2 separate regions of the Mus musculus genome follow, and region 1 is linked to region 2. Evidence: chromatin contacts called from public Micro-C data. All regions are on one chromosome and are shown on one strand. Each heading gives the region's core, a stretch centred on a gene start, on an enhancer-like site or on the middle of the called end of the contact. The rest is flanking DNA. Distances are from core to core; before and after follow the strand shown.

What was found. A called contact is a pair of places that touch in the nucleus more often than the background predicts.
Region 1: a contact with region 2 is called in a Micro-C map of embryonic stem cells, with 2.5 times the contacts expected there. The contact joins the promoter of Cds1 here to the promoter of Nkx6-1 in region 2. A contact is called at or near these places in 1 of 39 promoter capture datasets (embryonic stem cells), 8 of 484 Hi-C or Micro-C datasets (B cells, LSK cells, embryonic stem cells and 2 more), 2 of 115 datasets of contacts at active chromatin or transcription factors (embryonic stem cells and microglia) and 1 of 9 other capture datasets (pancreatic islet).

Annotation. Positions count from the first base shown.
Region 1 is chr5:101,760,807-101,767,712 of GRCm38.p6, forward strand. Cds1 (CDP-diacylglycerol synthase 1) reads left to right here and starts at 4,324. Exons shown (of 13, transcript NM_173370.3): 1 at 4,324-4,683. The coding sequence starts at 4,567. It overlaps Gm42134, which reads right to left and starts at 4,457. Exons shown (of 6, transcript XR_880489.2): 1 at 4,164-4,457; 2 at 3,002-3,066. 9430085M18Rik (a long non-coding RNA gene) reads left to right here. Exons shown (of 3, transcript XR_001785073.2): 3 at 1,845-2,425.
Region 2 is chr5:101,661,964-101,668,137 of GRCm38.p6, forward strand. It overlaps Nkx6-1 (NK6 homeobox 1), which reads right to left and starts at 2,748. Exons shown (of 3, transcript NM_144955.2): 1 at 1,599-2,748; 2 at 1-43. The coding sequence starts at 2,271.

The sequences.
Region 1 (6,906 bases), core at 3,074-5,573, 100 kb after region 2:
TCTCTCTTGTTGTGCAGACCTTAAATCCAAGTAGAGGCCAGTTGGTTACTGCCAAGTTATGAGTGCCATACTGCACTCTGGTGGGGTGGTTATTGACATAGTTCATAGGTATCATAGCAGAGTAGGACTGTTGTTCGTCTTTCGTCTTAGGTAAAGGCTTAAATGGTGCCTTTTGATGCCTAGTTCTCAGGGAGGAACCACTCAGGTTAGTTCTAGCGACAGGGACTCTGGGCCCTCTTTCTGAAGTACATGGTGTCTTCGGCAATAGGGACTTCCTTTTCACCTCTAGGGGGTAACCTGGGGCAAAAGTGATGGACTATATAATTTGGGGCCTCTTAGACAGCCCTGGCCAACAACTCAAAAGAGGGCTCCTCCTGTCAGATCTTGGGGTTTTCTTCAGTGGTCTGTCTTAGTGTTCCACCGCTGCAAAGAGATACCATGGCCATGACATCTCTTATGAGAGAGAGAGAGAGAGAATTGGATTGGGGTTTGCTTGCCGTTTCAGAGGTTTGCTCCATTATCATCATGGTGGGAAGCATGGTGGCATGCAGGCAGACATGGTGCTGGAGACAGTAGCTAAGAGTACTACAGGTGGATCAGCAGGCAGCAGGAAGAGGAGAGAGCCACTAGGCCTGGCTTGGGCCCTTGAAACCTCAAAGCCCAGTGATGTACTTCTGCCAACGAGAAGACCACACTGCCTGAGGCTTTCAAGTAGTGCCGCTCCCTGGTGATCAAGCTTTCAAATCTACAAGCCTATGGGGGCTGTTCTTTTGCAAAGGCTTTTGAAGGGATCACTGCAAGTTTAGATGAGTAAAGTTCATTAAAACTATATATACATATTTATATCCTGGATTACACACATTATGTTTCTTTTCTTTTTTTGGTGAGCAGTTGATCATATGATTTCCTGTGGCTTTTTTTTTTCTTTTGCCACCTACATGGTTATTTAACCTCCCTCCCTCTGCCTGCCCGTGTTTACCTCCTTCTCTCTTAAATCGGAAATGCTTACTTCCAACTTATAGAGAGAGCTGAAAGGGATGTCGCTGAAGCTGGGGTTGAGTCACAGAAGCTATAGGAAGAGTATCCAGGCAACCAGAAGCACTTGGCAAGGCAGAGGTTTTCTTCCCTTGGCAAGCTGGGAATGGTACTGCCAAGTACCTCAGAACCTTCGTTGTGGAAAGCAAGCTCAGATTCTCACCTAAGAGAGGGACTTGCCCCAGTCTGGGTACCTTGGGAGGCAGTTCTAGGGGTAGGGTAGCAGGTGACTGCCTCACCTGCTCCTGTCATTGTGAGTGATTGGGTAAGTTAAACCCAAACTAAGATAGATACCACATAACTAACAAACTGAGACAGATACCAGATAAATAACAAACTAAGACAGATACCATATAAATAACAAACTAAGATAGATACCATATAAATAAAAAAACTAAGATAGATACCATATAAACAACAACATCACTCCTTGTTTCCACACTCCTCAGCAAACCCCTTGCTAAAAGCTAAGAAATTCCAAGCCCACTGTAGTGGAAACTCTTCAAACTAGCCAAGAAGTGTGTCTTGGCCCAGTGTCTCCCATGTACTCCGGGATTCCTGGAGCCCTCTGGCAGAGCAAACTGTAGTAAAACTGACAGAGGAGGCTTGGGAGTCATTAAATGTCAGATTTGTGTCATCGACCACAGATGCAATACGTGAAGAAAAATGAAAGATGGAAAGAAAAAGGTGGTGGTGGGGAGACACTGAGAAAAGTCTGCAAACACAGGGTGTGGTGGTGTGATACTTTCTAGGTAAATATAAAATCATTACTAGAACTTCTTTCAACACATGTTAATCTCTTTTTACAGGTAAAGTGAAAACTGAAGAAAAGCAGATACCTATATGAATTAGCCAGAGTTCTTTAGAGACACAGCACTGATTGAATGAATCTACCTATTATCTATTTACCTATCTATCTATTTACCTATCTATCTATCTATCTATCTACCTACCTACCTACCTACCTACCTACCTATCATACCTATCTATCATCAGTCTACATATCTACTTAAATGAAATTTATTCGAGTTGGCTTACAGGTTGCATTCTGAATATTCCAACAATGACTGTCTCCTGATGGGAAGTCCACCCATACAAAAGTCATCCAGATCATGAGGCTGGAAGTCTCAGCTGGTCTCCAGTATACCCAGGAATTCCAAAGAAGTGGGTTCTGATACAGTGAAGAAAGGGAACTTGCCATGGAGGGCAAGGGCAAGCAAGCAAGCAAACAGCTCACTTTTTCCATGTTCTTTATGGAGGCTGCTACCAGAGTGTGTGACCCAGATTTCAGGTGGGTCTTCCTACCTCAAATGATCCAGTCGAGAAAAAAATCCCTCACAGGGTTTTAGTTAATTCCAGATGTAGTCAAGTTAACAACCAAGAATAGTTACATCGCACCATGTAAGTCAAAACATAAAACACAAAGCATAAAGGCCAAATAATTTCCCATCAGGCTATAGATCTCCACCCATTTGTTTCTTCATTCACTTCTTCAACAAGCACTGCTGACTGTTCTGAGGGTAGGGGCTGGCTCTGTGGCAAGCCTGTGGTTCCATTGATCATTCAGTGAGCATCAATAACTATAATGAAGACAAAAATAAATCACCATCTCAGCTGAACTACAGGGAGTGGCAAACTTCAGGAAGGGTGGGAGCACGGTGATGGCTCTGTTCTCTCCCTCCTCCCTGGGTGGAGGAGTACTACTTCTTCTGTTACTCTGACTGACTTCTCCGGTTTCCTCTTGCCTCAGCAGGCTTTCCTCCTCTACCACCCCAAAGGGAGAAGAAAGAAAAGGAAGAAAACCTAGAGGTTGTCTGTGGGAGGGAGAGGGAGGGAGGGAGAAGTGCTGAGCTACCTCCCTGTGCCTGTGAGTCTGACACTGACACCTCTGACACAAGCACCAGAACAGCTAAAAGAGAGGCTAACCTCCTTGTTATTCCTTTCACTGATGGGGACATAGGCTTACCTGCTTACTAGAGGCCATGGAGATAATTGGCACCACGGGGGTTAGAACACTGGCTCCTCAACTTCCTGGAAGAAAGTTGAAAGGAACTCTGGTCCTTTCTGCTGGGTAGGATCAACAGCCAGAGCCAACCCATTCCAGCCTCTGTGGTCCCCACCCCTTACTCCCCCACCCCCCACCCCCACGGTCATTTTATCTTTGTATCCAGAAGTACTTTTTCTCTGGCCCTCCAAAACAATGTAGATCAATTGACCTAATTACTAGCAGTCTTCCGTTCCTTATGGAAAACCCACACCACGTCCATCTCATATCTTCCATTAGTTTTAAATGATATTTATCTATTTATATGTGTGGGTGTCAGCGTGGAGATCAGAGGACAGCTTTCTGGAGGCAGTTCTCTATGTCCATCATGTTGGGGATTGAATTCCGGTTATCAGTTTTGGCTGCAAGTGTCTCTCTACCTGAGTCTACTGTTTTTCATTGCATCCTCCTCTGACGTTTGGTTTTGCTGGTTAGTTATGAGGCTTTAAGGACAACATATTACTTATTTTTAGTAATGACCTGATAAATTGTTGATTTATTACAATAAAGGTGCTCCTCTGTCTGGTTTGTGTGAATTACGGATGTGTGTCTTTGGCCTTTAAGGACCAGCTCGCAAATATGTGTGAAAAAACCCCCTAAGCACCTGCTAACAGGATTAGACTAGAGTTAAACCAGATCATGTGTCCATCCTGTTCCACCTTTAGCGTCCCAAGGTCCTTGTCTTTCAGAGAGGTACCCCGCAGCGGCGCCCTAGGGCATCAAAGGCTGTCTGTGGATCCTATGGTAGAAACTCTCTGAGAGACTCAAAACCCCGAGTTTCCCCAGTACAGAACCTGGGTACGATATTGAAACTGTTGGCCAACTCATCCCCAGGCACCAGGGAGGTTAAGCACTGGCTGGAACGCAGAGCCAACGGGTCTGTCCTGCCCAGCAAGTTTCTGCTTGGGGACGCCTGCGACGCTCCGCCACGCTGCGGCGTGTCAAGCAGGGCCGAGTCCCTTGGAGGAGTCAGTTGAACTCCGCCTGACATCCCTGCGCCAAGGAGGACTTCCCGGCGGCGCCCAGGCTCGCCCCCGCGTTCCTCCGTCCCTGGCTCGTCCCTCGTCCTCGGCCGTTCGCGTACCTTTCCGTGCCCCCACCTGCCCAGGGAGCCGGGGCAGGGCCCGAGCATTGACGTCATCGCCCGGGGCGGGGCCTCGGGCACCGCAGTGCAGCGCGGAGGGGCGAGCGGGGCGGGGCCTGCGGCGCGTGACCGCGCTGCGGGAGCTCGGCGGCGGGAAGGTGGGGCGGGCCGGGTGGCGCGGTCGCGAGGCGCGAGGGAGGGCCGTGCTGCTCCTCCGCCCCCTGGGGCCAGTGCGTGGAACGGCGCACCTGGCAACGGCGCCGCGTCCCCGCCCGCGCCGGTCCGCACACCCTGCCGGCGGCCTCGAGCGCTCGCTCGTTGATGCCGTTCTGGGGGTGACCCGGCGCGGCTCCGCGGTGGCGGGGCGCTAGACGACGCCAGCCCAGCGACGCGGGAGCGGGACATGCTGGAGCTGCGGCACCGCGGGGGCTGCCCCGGCCCTGGGGGAGCGGGGGCGCCGCCACCCCGCGAGGGAGAGGCGGCCGGCGGTGACCACGAAACCGAGAGCACCAGCGACAAAGTGAGTGAGTGCGGCGGGGCCGGGCCGCGCCCCTGGAGCGGGCGTGTCGTGGGGGGTCCTGCTCGTCCTCTGTCCCGGGGCGTGCGCGGCCGGGCCGCCGTTCCGGAACCGGACTGCACTCTAGCTTCTTTCCCGGATCTCCTGGTTCTGGGGTCAGGATGGAACCCGTCCCCGCAGGCGCTCTGGCTGTCTAGTGGCTGTCACCTCTCTCGCCTTTCCTTGGTAGGGCGACAAAGTTGGGAGTAAACTTAAGACGGGCACCTTGGGTCCTAGCCTGTCATTGGAGCCTGGCGCAGACCGGCTTCTGGAGCTCCTCCAAGCTGCGCTTTCGTTTCTCTGTTCTTTTTTTCTGGCTGATAGATTTCGGAGGGTTGAGGCTGTCATATATGGGGAACATGTAAGTGCGCCTCAAACCAGGCAGTTGTCCCATCGGTGGATTTCATTTAACCGAACAGGCTAATTCCAGACTTTTAGCACGCCACTCCTCCCCCGCTTTAAAATAGATGAACTTTGCTTCATATTTTAAAATATGCGGATATGTACGGTCACTATTATAATTGAAGCTAGGAAGAGTCAAACGTTTAGGTGTGTTTTCTGATAAACCAGTGCCAGTAAGAACTTAGGAGGAAAAATAATAAAAGTTTTATGGCTGCATGAGCTTGGTAGATTATGAAATTGGGCCAGAGAATAGATTTGCTATACGAGTTTGCTTACAGAATTCCTCTTCGCTTGAGAGACTCAAAACTTTTGAATCATTCTTGGATTTCTGTTTTGTGGAATGTAGTGTGGTGGTATCTGCCGTCATCCCAGCACTTGGGGGTAGGTGTGGAGGCAAGGACTGCCAAGATCATTCTCAGCTTTGTAGTCAGCTCAAGGTTGGCCCGGGGCTCAAACAGACACAAAAGACAGACAACCCAAATGGACTTGCGTTGCCCAAGGTCAAGTTCTCTGCCTTTTGGTAGTGGAACTAACTTCTCTGTTTTCTGTCTTTTGCCTTTTGCTGTTCTGACGCTCTCTGGCAGTGTGACTGAGGGGGAAGTTCCTCCCAAAACTTACACAGATGAACTTGATAGAGCTTGAGTTACAAATCTGTGCTGCCGCAACAATATGGTTAGCAATAAATACGTGATTTTAGAACCACAGCTTCTTCCCTGTTCCTGATGGATAGGGAGTTAAGATGAGAGTCTGGGAAACATTTGTGCTGCCGAGGAGTGACACAGAATAAACACACTTTCCAGCTGTGGAAGGTTGAAAAACGGAAAGCCATGGGCTGAGAGCAGCTCCGTGAAGAGTGCCTTGGAAACCAGACCCAAAATAGAATTAATTAGGTTGGGATTTTGTTTTAGCCCTGGTATCCTTTAGAATCAAGGAAATACCAGCCTCCTCATGTCGACTTCCTTAACTGGAGGAAGCTAACGAGCTTTTATTAAGAAAAAACATGTTCTGGAAATGGGGAAACGGCGCACAAACCGGCTTTTGAGTGTAACGTCTTATTTTTAAGCACCAGGATGTATTTAAATTAGGAACAGCTTCTGTGGTGTCTTGACTCATTAGCCTGATCCCTCGGTGACTTGCTTACCCCACCGGCTTGTTTGTTTGTTTGTAAATGCTGCACTGCTGGCTGTCACTGAGTCGGTCTCACATCTCGGTGGATGTGGCTTTTCCAAATGCAGTGTGTTGCATCTGCGACTGGTTTTGTCAATGTTTCTTAGAAGAGGGTGAGCATGTTCAAACTGTGCTGAAATATCCCTGTGGTTCTGGAGTCCCTTCTCAAGGAGCCCTTGACTTTCAGAGCCTTCAGACTCTGAGCTGCATCCTCTCTGTGTCCTTTCTTATCAGGGTGTGTATTTGAACACACCTATATTTCCAGGTCAAGGGCTATTTTTAAGTCAGCTGCCATCGTTGGAGGCTGGTTAATATTTGGTCCATCGAAACTCTTAAGTGTTGTTAAGTTTAAGAGCCAGTTTAAAAAAAAAAAACCACACCTTTAGAAATTAATGCAGGAATTGAAGGACTACCTCACATCCTGCTTACTCCGAACTTCTATGCCTTGCCATTTTGTAGCCTTTATAATGGTCTGGTTGATGGGACATTTCTATTGTTCACGACCCTGAGACTTCTGCCCAGACAAGGCTCTGTGTGCTCCAGAGAATTAGCATGTGAAATAGTGCTTCATCTCTGCAGGGGAATGCTCTAGGACTTGAAACACCCAAGTAGTACTTG
Region 2 (6,174 bases), core at 1,498-3,997:
TGTTTTCTCTTCCCATCTTTGTCCAACAAAATGGATCCTTGATCTGCGAGGACCGACAACAAGAGGAAGGAAGAAACAACTCGTTACCGTGCTCCACGGGAGGCGGGAGAGGGGAGCGAATTAGCAAAACTGTGCTTTGATAGCAAAAGAGCAACAATCCTTGATCTGTGTCCTGCGCCACCCCTGCGCTACCTTTTGCCAGCTACTTTTCTCCAACCAAGGTACGGTTGGTGTAGCAATAAATACTTTGTGCTTAACCATCGTGCCAATGGCTAGGGAGGCCACTGCTAAAGAGTACAGGGCAGAAAGGGGACACCCTCCTACACTAAGCAGGAGAGCATGAGAAAGGCCACCCTCGCCTCCCCATGTCAGTCTCTGAGCAGATAAGTGGTTTGGTGTGAAGGTAAACTAACTTTTTAAATTTTATATTTTGTTTTGTTTTCCTTGGCCACTTCCCTAACCTGTGCTGAGCAATAAAGGGCTCCTTGTATTTTGAGCACTTTAGGACATAACTCTTAAAGTTTGAGGCCCTTACGGGCTGGAGAAGAGACCAGAGGAGACACAGGTCTGGCAATCCCTACAATCAAGGATACAATAGTGTCTCTCAGACATTTCAATAGCTCTGAGGAATCGCCTTCCCACATAGAGCCTGACATAGTTTCCCGTTAGTCAAGTTACTGCCGCTAAATCTCAGGCAAGGAGGTCCAGAGAACCTGGACTGACTTCAGGGACTTGGTCGTCAGCAAAGAACAGAGTTGAGCCGGGCCCTGGGCGCCACCTGGGGGGAGGGGGGAAGGAGCCTTCTATCTAGGAGCTGTGACCCACTAGCCAGAATTGTCTGTCCAGACCTTGGGACAGCTGAATTGACCCAGAGCGTTTGGAGGCTACATTTTACTGGTCTGTGTCCTGCACATGTATATTTCTCATCATGTCCTCTCTTGAGTTAGTCTGTTGAGTGTCAATGCCCCTTCAGTGACCAGGGCCCTGGGATTCAGGAGTAGGGAAGACCCGGGTCCATCAATGACAACAGCCTAGTTCTGGGAACCGCTGGCACAGGTCATTCTGGACAAGTGCACTGGGAGTGGGCGAGGGAGCTGGGAGAAAAGGTGAGCTGGAGACAACCAGGGAGGGTGTGTGCAAGCAAAAGTCTGCTTTTCTCGAGGAGGTAGATAGCCAGCTGCCTTGCCTACCCTCGCGGGTTTGCCGAAAACAAGGGTCAGACTACTGAAGGAACGGGCGAGCATGGCAGGAAGGAGCCAGAAAGGAAGGGGTGCGGAGGCCTTTTCCCGCTTTCCATCCATCTGACCCAGAGCTGGCCAGGTTCAAGAACAGCCCAGACAGAAGCTCGCTTGCTGCGCTGTGTTCTGTCCAGACGCATTCTCGTTGGTGGAGCCCAGGCCTGCATGAGCCTCGGCGAGCCCAGGAAAGCGCGAGTCCCTCGCTCGCCTGCAGGGGCCCAGCCAACGGCGTGCTGTCCCGGAACTTCCAAACTAGTGTGGCGGCCAGGAGACTGACCGCCCGCAGGGGCACTGTGTGCTTCACGACCCGAGAGCAGACTTAGAAGGCAGGGACCCACCCTCCCCTCCCATAGTACTCACGGGGGGTACAGGCAAGGCGCGCGTCCCTCCACGGCGGACTCTGCATCACTCCGGGCCAGAAGATGGGCGTCCGACCGGGCAGCTCGGCCAGGGGCTTGGGGTACCGGCCCACGGCGGCCACAGCCGCGGCGCTGGGGCTAAAGTAGAGCCCGGGCGGCGGTGGCGGAGGGCTCAGGCTGCTGAAGCGGGGCAGGCCGGCCAGCAGCCCAGCGGGCGACGAGGCGGCAGCGGCGGCAGCAGCAGCGGCGGCGGCGGCCGCCGCAGAGGCCGAGGTGGCGGAGGCGGACGAGGAGGAGGAGGAGGAAGACCCGGAGGGCGAGGCGGAGGGCAGGGCGGCCCCCGAGGCCACCGGCATAGAGGGCCGGCTCAGGATGTCGTTGATGCCGTGTGGGGTGGCCGCCGAAAGCTGCTGCGGGGGACTGCCCAGGGACGAGAGGCCCCCCGCGGCCGGGGGCTTCAAGCCGCCCGGGTTATGTGAGCCCAAAGGTGGGGAGGGCGACGAGGACGAGGAGGACGAGGACGAGGAGGAGGGGGGCCCGGTGGGCAGCGGGGGATAAGCGGCGGGGTAGAGCGGGGTCTTCATCTCGGCCATACTGTGCAGGGCGGCCAGGGGCGGGCTGCTGAGCAGGAACGCGCTCTGCCGAGGGCCCTCCATCGCCCCCACAGCTAACATCCCACAGCCAGACCCGAACCCGCAGCCACGCAGGTCGGTGGCCCCGCCGGGGCTCGGGAGAACCCGAGGTGCCGGGGGCGCGCGCAAGCGAAGTGTGGATCGGCCGCGGGCTCCGGGAGCTGCGCAGCAAAAATGTCCAAACGCCCCGCGGGAGGCGGCAGGGGCGAGGGCTGCGGGGGCGCGGGCGGGCTCAGCGCTTCCTCGGCTTCGGGAGTCCCGGATTCGATCCCAGGCGCTGGTCCCTCGTTCCCGGCTCAGAGCGCTCTGCTTCTCATCTTCTCCACCCCCGCGGGAAATCAGCAAGACGTACCCCGCAGCCGACCCAGAGAGTTTGCAACAAGGTTGGGAGGCGCGGAGCGTTCGCTTTGATGTAGGAGGGCGGGGGCCGGCTCGCTCGCCTGGGGGAGCTTCAAAGCGGGCGGCGTTCCGCCCGGTGCGCGCCTCTGATCTCGCTCGGACGCTCCGCTCTCCCGGCGGCCGCGCTGCTGAGTCGCACTCACCGCTCGCCCGGGGGACAGAGCACAAACGGCCGGCGCGGGTATCGCGCCCGCCACTGCCTCGGGCCCGGCGTTACTGCGCCAGAAAGGGCAGTCAGTGACACCGCTCCGGCGGCTGGGGACTTGGTGCGCCCACGAGCCTACTTCCCCTCCGAGCCACGCGGCGCCGGACTAGCCGGATCGAAAAGGATAAAAGAAAATAAACCTAAGTATGGAAAAAGTCTGACGGGCCGGTTCCGATCGTCCGTCCTCTTCTGCAAGCCGGCCGGGAGACCCCCCCCCGTCCCACCCCCTGGCGCCCTCTCTTCCTCTCACTCTCCGCCTTTCTCTTGCCTCTCTGGCATTTCTCCTTGGCTTTCCAGGCTTGGCTCTTCCAAGCCCTGTCCTCTGGCCAAACTGACCCTCTCGGCGGCTCTTCCCTTCTCTCCTCTCTCCCTCTGGGCCTGACAGTTCGGATGAAGCTCTCAAAGGTAATAAAATATTTGCACCCCTCCCTGCCTCTCTTTAGCTGGGGGACGCAAGGGAGGGGAGGTGGGGGGCCAAAATGAGAACTTTCGAGGACGTCATTCCGGGGCGGCTCGGCGGGGCGGGACTGAGGAGCGGGGCCCGGGTCCTGGGCGTAAACACCGCCTCCAATAGCGCTCAGCTTGGGCAAGGCGTCGCTCCTAGAACACGCCCACCTGGGAGCGCCACACCTTTTGATTGGCTGAGACTAGGGAGCCATAAGGACGCGCCCTCCTAGTCCCCGCCCCAGCTTCACTTGGGCGGAGCCAAGAGGGGAGGGGCCTGGCGAAAAGAGTGGTTCCAGTCTAGAGCCAGCGGCCGGCTCAACTAATCGTGCAAAATAAAATGGAAAGGAGAAGGAGGGAGCAGGGACGAAGAGGGCATTACTTTTTAAAGAGAGGAATAATGAAAATCCAGCCCTTCTATGGAAAAGCAGTTTAAGTGCGGCTCTTCCGCCCACGCCAGCTCGCGTCATCCTCCCCCAGCTCGCGCGCGGCGCCCACCTCCAACGGTGTCTGGACCCTTGCGAAAAGGGAGCTAATGGAGCAGGCAGGAGGCATATCCCAGGCCGACTTCCTTCTTTTGAAGGGATTAATTAAAGGCCCTCTGGGCTCTTCCAGAATCGTGTAAATTGATTTGTTGTTCCTTAAGCCCGTAGATGTTTTTAAACCCCTCGCAGGCCTAAGGGTCACCCTTCACCATCTTTCCGTCTCCTGCTCTTTTCTGTTCTTTCTCCGTTCTTGTCTTCGCTCTCCCACTCCCTAGATCATTATCACTTATGAGGGGGCTCAGTACTCTGGGGATGAAATCAGCTTAATGAGAATATTTATCTCCTGCGTGGTGTCTAAACCTAACAGAAATGAGATAATTATTTTTTTAAAATCCTCCCTCTATTATTATTAGTTGGATTTATGAGGCAGGATCACTAAAATTCACAGGACAACTTTAGATAGAGGAATACCTCGGGGGAAGACAGGTAACTGTTGGAAAGTCTGGTCAAGCTCTCAACTCGGGTAGTTGAGTAAACTAGAGACGACCGACTTCTAGGCTGACATTGGGAGCGATGGTCAAAAGGGCTTTGCTCCCTCTGGCCGATCTTTAAGGTCTGCTCAGGGTTGACCAAAACCAAGGAAAAAACCTCTTTGGTCGATCTTGAGAAATCGGGCAGTTGATACACCAGTGGGGGGGGGGGGGGCGGGAAGTGTCACAGCAGAGATTTGCATCATATTATTGAGTCCAAATTTAAGGTTCAGAAAACAGAAATAGGCGATAAATGACCCAGGAATTAAAACTGAGCAGCGCCAGGGAGTTTGACTCTGAATGTCAAGCAGGAGGCCTTAAACTGGTCGGTCCCCTTACTTCTCCAAAGCTTGAGTGTTGTCAACTTGAGGTTGAGTTTGACGTGTGAGAGTAAAGCCTAGGGGTTAATCATCGCCTGCTCCTTTCATTCGCTCAGAGTCGGGGGTGGGGAAGATGATATTTGTCTTCCTCTGGCTTTCCCATCTTTATTAACTTCAAGACTTGGTTATTGCCATCATTCCGTAGAGTTTAGATCTGACCCTGGAAAAGGTGGGGCTCTGCACGGGTGGGAGATATGCTAAGCGGCCTGCCAGTCTCTAGGCTCCGGGGAGAGCTAAAGTGGGTGCTGTCTGCGCTTCCACGCCAGCCCTCTGCTACCTAAACCCGAGAAGAGCAGCCAGCCAATTTCGTGAAGCGGACAGTGGCGGGCAAGCCCCGGCTCTGTTTCTGCCGCTGGAATTTCAATGCCTCTGGCTTCCTCACAAACTACTCTCACTCGGACCCAGCATTTCCTCCGTGGCACACGATCAGCCAGAGCTCGAATTTTGGGCCTCCTGCGATCTGCTCATGTCCACCGGGAAAGGGACTAGGTAGGAACCGAGAAAACCGAACCTAAGTGTATTGGAAGTTCTTTCCTCAAAAGTAGCTATCTTTGTAGTTACTGTAATGGGGAATGGGTTGGTAAATTGATCGGTTTTTTTTTCTATTGAGAATTTAGTATCTGGTATTGGGGAGGGGGTGTCAAAAAAGAAAATAGACCGGAGAGAGACAGACAGAGACACAGCGAAAGACAGAGAAGGACACACAGGGACAGAGAGACAGAGAAAGACAGAGAGATAGACAAAGAGAAAGACAGAGACACAGAGAAAGACAGAGAAAGTGGGGAAGGGGGAGGAGAGAGAGAGAGAGAGAGAGAGAGTCAACTCCAACTTAACTGTGCTCCGTAGTTACAAAGCTGGTTTTGAAATGAAGACATCTCATCCGTTGAGTCTCTGTCATTCATAATTCATAATTTAAATAGTATGATTCCCAATTCTAACAATAAAAAATGATGGGGACTGTGTACCTCGATCCTTAAGGGGTGTCTAAATTCTTCAGCGGCAGCGGCAATGGCAGCTTGTTTTCCGACTCATCCCACCCGCCTCTGAAGAAAGGCGGGTGCCTCTAGCCAGGTGCTGTCCGGGATCTGCCCCCAGGATCCCAGGAGTGTGAGCTGCTGGGCTCAGTCGGGAAGAGGTCACCCTGCCCTCCACTCTTCGGCCCGGGGTTCCAGGCGAGCTGCAGTGGGTGTGGCAGGGCCTGCCTGCCTTGTGGGCCCAGGGTTTGCTGCTTTCAAACCCTCTTGGGGCTCCTGATTGTTTTTCCTTGGGGACCTCCTAACTCTTGCGCACACTTCCTAATAAAGCCGGGGCCCTTCCAAACAAGGAGCAGAGGAAGAAACCGACCGGCTCATCTCAACACCACGCTTCTATATGTATACAGCTATATATTGGAGAGGGCAAGGCTCTACTTGAAAGCGATTGATTTGCATTTTAATTAAAAATAAATGAAAGCTGTTGGGCAAATCGGAGGTTGCAGGAGGGGGTCACAGGGAGAGGTGTGG